2 separate regions of the Mus musculus genome follow, and region 2 is linked to region 1. The links are chromatin contacts, called in public promoter capture Hi-C maps. All regions are on one chromosome and are shown on one strand. The core of a region is the stretch at or near the end of the contact, and the rest is flanking DNA. Distances in the headings are between cores, read along the strand shown. Region 1 overlaps Ubl3 (ubiquitin-like 3). Region 2 holds the start of Tex26 (testis expressed 26).

Region 1 (5,208 bases), core at 2,294-4,793:
TAGATACCGTGAATTTAATAATAGCAATAAAAAGTTAATTATGAATATGAAAAATTTAAGGTGAATGTTTGAGAATATATGTTTAGTTGGAATATATATTGACTTGCAATACAAAATCTGGGGGATGCAGAACAAGATTGTTGGATTCTTCTTGCATGCTTTACTGTTTAGCAACAGGATCCACACGGCTGACATTCTTACTGAGTTTTGAATTAAAGCATATTCTATAATAGTAACCATAATTTGCAGTTTAGTTGCTGACATTGTTATACATTCAAAAGCATAGTGACTGGCTCTCTCTTTCTCTCTATCTCTCTCTGTGTGTTGGGGGTGTGTGTGTGCATGTGTGTATGTCTACATGCTCCTGTGTGCATACCAAGGCCAGAGGTCAGTGTCAAGTGTCCTTATTAATTTGACACAGCCTCTCACTGAGCTCTGACTCAGTTAGGTTAGGCTGGCTGGCCAGCAGCCCAGGCTCTGAACCCAGGTCCTCATGCATCGGTAGAAGCACTTGTATCAGGAAGCTGTCTCCCCAGCCCTGTGACTTGGATGTTCTACTCACAAGTCATCTGCAGCACATGCTCATTGTAGATAGCAGGAAATAAAGTTGTATACCAATTCCCATTATTAAAAAATTACTCTGAAGGAATTTAGTTAAGTACTGAGGCATGAAAGTAGAAGGGGTGGGACTATGGAGAGGAAGGGGACCAGCTGGAGTTTCTGGGAAAGGCAGTGGGTGGGGCCGGGCGGGGGCATTTCAGCTGGAGGCTGAATAAGAAAACAATATAAATACTCACTCTGCCTGATGACTTAGATAACAATTAAAATTTTAGCTGAAAACCCCAAATGGCACTGGCGGCAACTCAGAGTGTGGCGTAAGTGGAGTCTGTGCAGTCATACTGTTTTCAGGCTGAGATTTATTCAGAGTGTCCATGTCTACTTCCAGATTAATTTGCGCCTCATCTTGGTGAGTGGGAAGACGAAAGAGTTCCTCTTCTCCCCAAACGACTCTGCCTCTGACATCGCAAAGCACGTGTATGACAACTGGCCCATGGGTGAGTACCGGCTGCTTGACTCTTTGTCCCTGACTTGTTTCACACATTTTGAGAAAGTACAGAGGGCATGAGACCCGTGCTTGACTTGGGCTTGCTGTGTCACTGCCTAGATTTTGCCTTTCTCACCACAGAGCATCGAAGGAGCAGGAGATCCAGAGGCCATGTTTGCCTTAGTGCAGGTAGAGTGTACTCAGTGCACATCCACTCCCATGTCAGTGAACCCAGAAGGAAAGAGCCAACCTTCTCAGAGGCAGCAGGCGCTGTGGGCTCCTCTGTGCATAGCTGATTGGAAATGAAGCTTGAGACAGACTTGACCTGCAGTTAGTTCTTACTGCATGCATTCTGCGAAGAAGGGCCAGGAAGAGTAAAGTCTTCATGAGTTCTGTTTTTACTGCACCACTGTGAGCTCTCTGGGGGAGTGTATGCGGTAGCTCCTCCCTTCTCTGCTGCCTCCCTATCTAGTGAGATTCTTGAGGGAGTCCTGAGTTTTCCCTTTGAGCTTCCAGAGTGTGCCCCTAACAGTTTCCATGGCATGTGCCCCTGGGTAACACTGCTGTAGCCCATCTCTTTAACTTTTTCCAATGCAGAGGGTTGAAGCCAGGGCCTTGTGCATGCCAGGAAAGCTCTCCATTACGAAGCTGTGTCCCTAGCTCCAGTTTTTTATTTATTTTTTGACAATGTCTTACTAAATTACTTGGGCTGCTCTCAAATCAGGCAAATCAAATTAGGAGAATTCCTCTCTCAACCTGAGATTATAAGCATGTGCCACCATGCCAGATCTATATAATATGTTTAGCAAAAGCAATTTGAACTTTTTTTTTCTTTTTCCTGAGACAGGGTTTCTCTGTATAGCCCTGACTGTCCTGGAACTCACTTTGTAGACCAGGCTGGCCTCGAACTCAGAAATCCACCTGCCTCTGCCTCCCAAGTGCTGGGATTAAAGGCATGCGCCACCACCACCCGGCGCAATTTGAACTTTTAAAGTTACTTTAGTTCCTTAAAACAATCCAGGTAATGATAACGGGAGAGGCACCAATGGTACATACTGCAGGTGAAGAGGCTCCCGCCTGTTCTGGAAATTGATCACATCAGCTAGATGTTACTCGCTTTGAAAAGTCCTTCTTTAAGTCCCTCTTTCCTGAGTTTGCCAGATCTACTCAGCATATACTAGAGTGCATAAAAGGGCTCCTTTTATACAAAGTACTTAAATTAATATTCTAGGTCTAAACCACTATAATATCTTGCACTAAAAGCCAGTAAATGTATTTGTTGGATCTTGTAAGAAAAAAATAGTAAATTCTGGAGCAGTAGAAGAAAAGTCTTTGGGTGCCCTGCCCTGAGGAAGGAGCAGGCTGGCAGGTGGACTCCTTGGCTGTCTGGTCTGCTAATCACATCAGTGACACCAGAGTCCTCCTAAGCCGTGTTCTGTACATGTCCCTCTGGGGCCTAGAGAGGAGAAGGGCACATCTCATGAGGCCGTGAAAGATAATGGAAAGGCATGGCTTCACTATGCTTTATCAGGCCTTAAATCCCCCTTAGAGTCCTAACCTCTCTTCTATATGGATTAAAGTTACTGTCACTTGTGTTTATAGCAAAGGAATGTTTGGCCAGACATATTCTATAAATTATATAAATGATGGTTTTAAGGGCAGTGCATGCAAAGTAATTTTTGCTGAAGCAGAGTAGCTCCCCTGATCTTTATCTAGGAAAGAGTACAGTAAGACTCCCCGGGAAGGGACAGGCCTGGGGAGTTCCTCTCTCACTTGAGTTCCTGAGACCGGATAAATCAGGTGCATGCACATACATTGTTTTGAACACTCAACGAAACAGAACCAACCAAGGACAGGCTTTCTTCTCTTCTCTTCCATCACTCAGTCTTCTGGACTACTTTGTCTGTCGTCTCCTACTGAGAGTAGGAGCTACTAGAATGGTGAGCAGGAAGTCTTCAGATCACACTGAACCCAGAGCTTCCGTTGTTGCAGCAAGAAGCTGATGGGAGCTACCAAGGAAAGCGCCCTCTGTCCAAACAGCAGTCTCTGTTCTCAGACGGGGCTTCTGCAGGAGCTGCTGTGCTGCCCATACTCCAGCTGGTAGCCGTGTGCCTCAAATGCCATGAAATGTTTGCCAGTTGGCCTCTGAAAAACAGCACAGCAATGTAGCCCAGGCACCTAAGGAAGTCTTTGAGGAACTTGTTGCTACCCTTGAGCACACATTTGAACAGTACAAGCACTGGAACATTATAGTGTCCATTAATTACTGATAATGGAAATTGATTTTCAAATGGTAGATTCCCTTTACCAAGGCTAGACTTCTGGCTCGGTGTTTTCCTTAACTTCAGCCTGCAGCTTGGCACTCTCTGATCTCTTGAGGGACAAACAGTCTTCTGCAGCTCTTTGTTGCTACTTGAGGAAGGTGGAAGGAGCCAGGGCTGCAGTGCTTGGGTGGGGACTCTGGGCCACACCCTTCCTGGTAGCCTCTACAGAGTGTACAGAAGTGCTGTTGTGTGGGCCCGAGCCTAACCAGTTCTCCTTTTTTCAGACTGGGAAGAAGAGCAGGTCAGCAGCCCAAACATTCTTCGACTCATTTATCAAGGCAGATTTCTACATGGAAACGTCACCCTAGGAGGTAATTAATGTCCTTTGCCAGCATTATTCCTCTGTTTATTTTAAATGACAGTGGTTTCTAAAAAAAGGTGACTTGAGACCCTGAGGTCCCCAGCTCTGGGTGTGCTTCTCCCTGGAGACGGCTCCGCCTGCCAGGTTACAGATGGGTTCCCTGCGCTGCTGGGTGGTATGGTGGGTGTGCTACTTTTACATCAAAATCCATCCCACAGACTTGGCACGTTTATGACTGCAGGTTTTCATTTGTAAAAAGAGGGCTTTTTCAGTGGACTCAGTAAGTGCTCATTGTGTGGGGACCAAGTAAATACTGCTGTGGACACGCCATCGTGCTTCAGTCTGGTCGTCTAATGGTGAGGTCTGCAGTCTGTTCTTCCCTGGGTAGGTAGGTCGGTTACTGTGTAGTCACTGAGCAGTTCATGTGTCAGCACCAATAAACTTGAGTAGGCGGATTGAATGTGACCAGATCCTCCTTCAGGTTGCTCTGGGCTTGCATGGGACAACAGAGTCCACTATGGAAAGACTTGTGGGTTAGAGCTGGTGACCTCAGTGACCAGCAGTGTGGTCCTAGTGGGCTGCTGCAGAGCCTGGGCTCACATGGAGCTGGTTTGTTTCAGTGTTATGTTTGCTCTGAAAACTGCTGTAGTTTGTAGAAATACAAGAAATAATTGCCACTTAAAGGTAGAATTTGTTTGTAGTTTTGCCTAATTAGACCAACCCTCTGTCACTGTGAGGAGAGTTGACTGTTAGCCCCTGGCTGGTTTGTGCATATATTAATCATGGGGCCATTTTTTTTAATGGTTCAAACAAGATCTTGAATTAAAATTAATAAAGAAAAGAAGAAACCAAGCTAATAAGTGTTGGCTGGGTTTCCTCTCTTGACTCTGAGAGTGAGTCTGCTGCCCCTTGGAACACCGGTCTGTTGAGCAATTCCCACCAGCCCCTCGGTTTCAGTGTCAGGTTAAAGGTCACAGAATCTTTGTTAAGATCAAGATGCTTCATTCTCATTAAAATTTTAGAATAATCAGTAAAATGACTCATCTCTAGACAATTGTGTAGCTGCCAGTCTCTTTTGGAAGTAAATTAAAGGACTTCCAGCTCTCATGACTCAGACAGGTAGTGTGGGGGCCAGTGGCCCTTGCTTGGCCAGTGCTGCTGGATGCTAGGTTAGGCTACCCTGCTAACATTCCGCTGTCTGCCTTCTGGACTGCAGGTTTCCTTTTTGGTTAGGAGTGTTTCGGAGGCAGCATACAGCAATGGCAGCTGCCTTCCAGTATGTGCATGGTGGCTGTGGAAGAGCTATGGGCTCGCTCAGTAGCCTATCAAGTAGATTTACGGCCTGCAGCTACAAATAAAGGCAGACAGTGGGTTTTGTTTTGTTGTTTTGTTTTGTTGTTGTTGTTTGTTTTGTTTTTAATAGAATAAAAATATTTGACAACAATATTTTAATATTTCTATTTTATTACTACGAGGAACAAGGCCCAGGTATGGAGGACAGAGGGCAGCTTTGTAGTCAGTTCTTCTCCAGCTTTCCC
Region 2 (4,752 bases), core at 57-2,556, 930 kb before region 1:
CTCTGGGCCATGCATGGAAACTGCCTGATCAAGAGCGGGATAGTTCAGTCTGAACATTTGGCATTGGGTACTGAGTGTAGACAGTAGAGTCCCTGGCAGTTTGTGCAGCACCGGAAGTCCTGGGGTACGTGATCAATTCCGTAAGAGGAGGAATCCTAACTCTTATCTGTTCCAGACAAGGAAGGAGACTACTGGCCTAGGAAAATACCTGACAGACAGAGTGTTTAGAAAAAGGGAAATGGAAATTAAGGAGTGCCCTTGGGGATCCTGGGAGCTTTTCCCTCCTCCATCTCCTGACCTCGCCGTCCTATAGAATCTGAAAACATTTAACATTTTTTTTAACTGAATACGCTCCTTCCCGCCCTCCCCCCTCACACACACACTCCAGCTTTCCACTCTTCGTTTACAGAGAACTAGATTGGAATGTAAACACCCACTTCATTGTTCTCTTAGGAGCATCATTCTAAAGAATCCTCACAGCCCCTTAGCCAGCTCGGCTAGACGGCTGCAGCCGGCCATTATTGCTCCGAAGGGATGGATACGCTGACTGTGCACTCAGTAATAATGCTACTCGAGTCGCAACTAACAGCCAGGGGAGGTGATGTCTCTTCACCAACGCAAAACGCTGAGCTGGTAAACCCGCTGCCGCCGCCGCAAGCAGAACCACAGAGCAAGGCTCTCCATCTGTCACCTGGCAGAGCGCCTTTGAAAAGGGCTCAGCTCCCAGCCCAGTCTGCAGACAGAGCAGCCCTGGCCGGCTGATCCCGCCCCTCCCCTCCCTCCCGCCCCACTGAATTTGCTGTTTGCGACTTAAAGAACCAGCCAGACTCCTTCTCTCCCTCCATTACGTCCCCAGTTCTGTTCATTTGTCTTCGGCTCTGTTGTCCTTGGAAGGACACTAGCTGTGGCTTTATCATGTCTCCTCAGGGGTTTCCTTAAGTATTTAAAGGGACACCCCAGAGTTTTAGAGAGGGGAGTATAAAGGGCTGGACAGGAGTGTGATTTTGGACAGCTGATCTTTCTCCCTGACTCACTTGCGCCTCCCTGCCATCTCTAAAAGCGAGGCAAACCTCTCACGATTGATGCCCTTGGGGAAAAAAAAACTGCCTTATTTAAAACAACTCCACCGCACACACAGCACACCACGCCCCGCAGACCCGCAGCGTGGGCAGTCTTACTTGACTGGAGCTTGGGGTCACATTGAGCAGGGCACGAAACCTTGTTCCTATACCGGGCCATCTTGTCCCAAAAGGTCGCCTTCCCGCCCTGACAAGGCAGTAGTACTCCGCTCTGCGCCCCACCCTCTGCGCGTGCCTTTGTGAAGCGTCGCTATGGAGACGCCTCAGTCTCCGCCCCTGGACCCAGAGGGTGAGCGCATCACGCTGATTCCTGACTTTCATGGAGTGCCCTAATCCAATAGTTCTCAACCTATGGACTACGACTCCTTGGGGGTGGGGGGTGTCGAACGAACTTTTCACAGGGGTCACCTAAGACCATCAGGAAACACAGATGTTACCATTATACATTACAATTCATAACCGTAGCAACATTACAGTTATGAAGTAGCCACCAAACAATTTGTAGTTGGGGGGGGGGTCACCACCACATGAGGAACTATATTAAAGGGTCGCAGCATTAGGAAGGTGGAGAGACACTGCTCTGGTCCTTGCAATACTATGCCATTGTTTTATGTATTGGCAAATACGAGCAAACTGGAAAAGGCTGGAAAAAAAAAGTTTATTTTAGCCTGGTATACTGGTGCTCACCGGTGATCCGAGAACTCAGGAGGCTAAGGCAGGAGCCCAACCCTGGAAAGAGATGCCTTGTCTCAAAATATTAAATACCCCGAATATTAAAAACCCAGAAGCAGACAGACAGACGCCCAACCGCAAATTTGTGTCCATTCATAATTTTCAATGTAAGCAAAATTGGGCAAGGTTGGCATGGAAATCTGTAGGACACAGCGACTACACTCAAGGATGAGAAAGATGTGGTATAAGGGAAAGGTAAAAGTTTCGGCATCAGGTCTGTGTGAGGTCAACCCAGAGCATCCTAAGCTAGTGTCTAGTTACTTCAGGGAAACATTGGGCACAGGCTAATTACGGAGAGTCCAGAGGGATAATGGATGCAGCAGGGTCATCCTCCACTACATAGTTTGTCCAGGGGCAGCCTGGGTTACACCAGACCTTATTTTTAATAAATACAAAAAATCCCAAACTATATTCCTAGTACCAATCATAGGATGCCACTTTGTTACTGTACACTGGCCGGCTGATCCTACCCACTTATACATGTTAGAGTGTGGCTTTTAATTTTTTTCCACTTGTGATCACACTGTGCCTGAGAAATTTTTATGCCAGCTAGAGTATATAAGGTATATAAGACAAATACACAGGTCACATGTTTATTGATAATGAACCATGAGGAGCTTTATTTTAAAAAGCAATTCATTGCTGTGCATACAATTTTACCATCTATGAAAGATATGAAGCAAATTTGCATATTAATGAGACGTCATATTATTGAGGTTGCATATTAATGAGATGACCTGTTTATCTTACATAAATAATTAAATCTCGGCTGAATAGGAGATGCTGAATATGAGACCATCTTCGGGGCTTTTCAGAATCCATCAATATTTTGGTTCCTATAATCACCAGTACTTGGAAGACCATTTTGGATAAATGCCTGGCACAAAAGGTCAGAAATGTGCTTAGGACCACTTCAAAAAACACTTGGAAGTTCTGCCCTGATCCCAAGCCAAAACTCACTTAAAATGTTTTTATAAAATTCAGGACAGCAAATCAAATAGCAATTAAAAAAAAAAAAAGAAAGAAAGGAGCATTCCTAAGTGAGACTCAAAGGGAAATGGGAAGGACTGCATCAAGGATCCCAGTTCTTTAGTGGGGATGTGGACAGCGTGTGTCAAAATGTCCACCATAGCTTTCTTCCGGGATACCATGACCTAGTCTTGTCTCTGTGGTCTAGCTGAATACCATAAACCCTGCATCCCTTTTATCTCGATGTAATACCCTGGTCTTCTTGTTCCGCTATACACAGTAACCTCACTCCTCTGTTCAACTCTATATAATAAACACTCTGAGCTTGCTTGATTTGATTTTGAATTACCAGTTAGCATTGAACATCCAGAAACCTTGTAGTGTTGTCAGATTGATTGATTGACTGATTATTGATTGTAGCTCTCTGGTTCACTTATGGGACCCCCTCACAACACAAGAAACTATGTATTAATCACTGACTGCAAAGGGTATTTCATGTTCATAATCTTGGCAACTGCCTGACTATTGGCCACATAGCAGGTTCTTAGTTACTACTGAATGCCTCCAGATGAGAACATGGCTACCACTTGCTCTTAGAAAGAGAAGACAGGAAATGCACAATGGACATTTCTGGAACCTTGTTTAGAAGGTGATTGACAGCCTGCCTTAGTGGAGCACGCCTTTGATCCCAGCACATCAGGAGGCAGATGCAGATCATTCTCTGAGAATTTGAGACACACCTGGTCTACATAATGAGTGCCAGCCCAGCCAGGGCTGGATGTCACTAGATCCTGTCTAAAGCAAAGGGGGCGGGGCATCAGATCCCTTGGAACTGGAGTAACAGGTAGCAGCAGCGAGTCACCAGATATGGGTCTGGCTGTGGGTGCTAGAAATTAGACTCGGGACTTCTGCAAGAATCAGCATCATCTTTAAGATGAAGAGCTAATCCAGAATTTTCTGGTGGGGGAGCCTCGTGCACACAATGTAGGGAATGTGACACATTTTAATGCAATGAACAGCAGAAAACGTTGGGAGGCACAGACTTCTGTCAATGTAATTTAAAAAGGAATGAGTCTAAATTAGGGTTTAGTAGTGGCATCTAAATTAAGAAAGTAACACCCAATAACAGATTAGCTGTCTGGAAATGGTAGGGATAATTAGCATAGCATAATTTAAGATAAATATATTTTTAAAGCAGAGCAGTGAGCATATAGAATTTTTAAAGCGAGTTCTTATTAATATCTTAGATTTGTCTCGTCTTAGGCAAGCTAAGATGTGGGGTGTGCACTGACTGCAGATCCAGGAGATGTCTTTGCCATTTTCCTTCTGGGGACCCTCAGAGTAAGGCAGATCTGTTTGTGAGCTCCCGTTGCCTTGTCTGTAAACACTGGGCTGACAGAGATGATAATCCTAACTACAGCTTATCAGTGGTAACCCACACAAGCCAAGGAGTCTCTCTTTTTCCTCATTTCTACTCTCTGTTTTCATTGGTAGTGTAGTTTCTTATCTCTACACAATGCATATATTTTGGTCTGGGTCTACTTTACTGTGAGAGGCATTGCTGTGTTCCTGGCGTTAAGTTTTGTTGGCCTGAGGCAAGCCTATACATGATTAAGCCAATGTCTGCTTGGTTACATGTGTTGCACACACTCTTTTCTTTTTCTTGTCAACAAACACTGCTTCTGTATTGACTATAAGCTATGTAATGGCATTGGAAGCAGCACCTTAGATGTGACAGGGGCTTGGAGATAGCAAACAGACTACGTCTTGAGGATGTGTAGAGGCAGCCAGGAAAAGAAGAGAGAGAATGATGGAAGAGTAATGGAGTCCAGAGACGCTGAAGAATTTGTTGGTGCTATGCTGTGAGGATCAATGGGGGAAAGTGCGCGCACAGAGCTACAACTACTGGGCTGAGAGATGGCCATGTGAGCCTGCAGCGGGGCTATAGGTCACCTGAGCTCACTGAGTGCCT

The links. Promoter capture Hi-C pulls out the DNA fragments that hold promoters and counts their contacts.
Region 2: a promoter capture Hi-C map of hippocampal neurons shows a contact between it and region 1, with 2.8 times the contacts expected there. The contact joins the promoter of Tex26 here to the enhancer-like site in region 1. A contact is called at or near these places in 2 of 39 promoter capture datasets (hippocampal neurons and pre-B cells) and 1 of 115 datasets of contacts at active chromatin or transcription factors (pancreatic cancer cells).

Annotation. Positions count from the first base shown.
Region 1 is chr5:148,507,741-148,512,948 of GRCm38.p6, reverse strand. Ubl3 (ubiquitin-like 3) reads left to right here. Exons shown (of 5, transcript NM_011908.2): 2 at 947-1,055; 3 at 3,594-3,680. Among named protein-coding and RNA genes, the nearest start is that of Ubl3, 42 kb to the left of the region's middle. Within about 2 kb of position 3,543, at least 116 of the 459 cell types and tissues checked have an H3K27ac peak or open chromatin away from gene starts, as enhancers often do. A contact at or near this core is called in hippocampal neurons, where this site is marked.
Region 2 is chr5:149,436,214-149,440,965 of GRCm38.p6, reverse strand. It overlaps Tex26 (testis expressed 26), which reads right to left and starts at 1,306. Exons shown (of 7, transcript NM_029464.2): 1 at 1,179-1,306. The coding sequence starts at 1,239.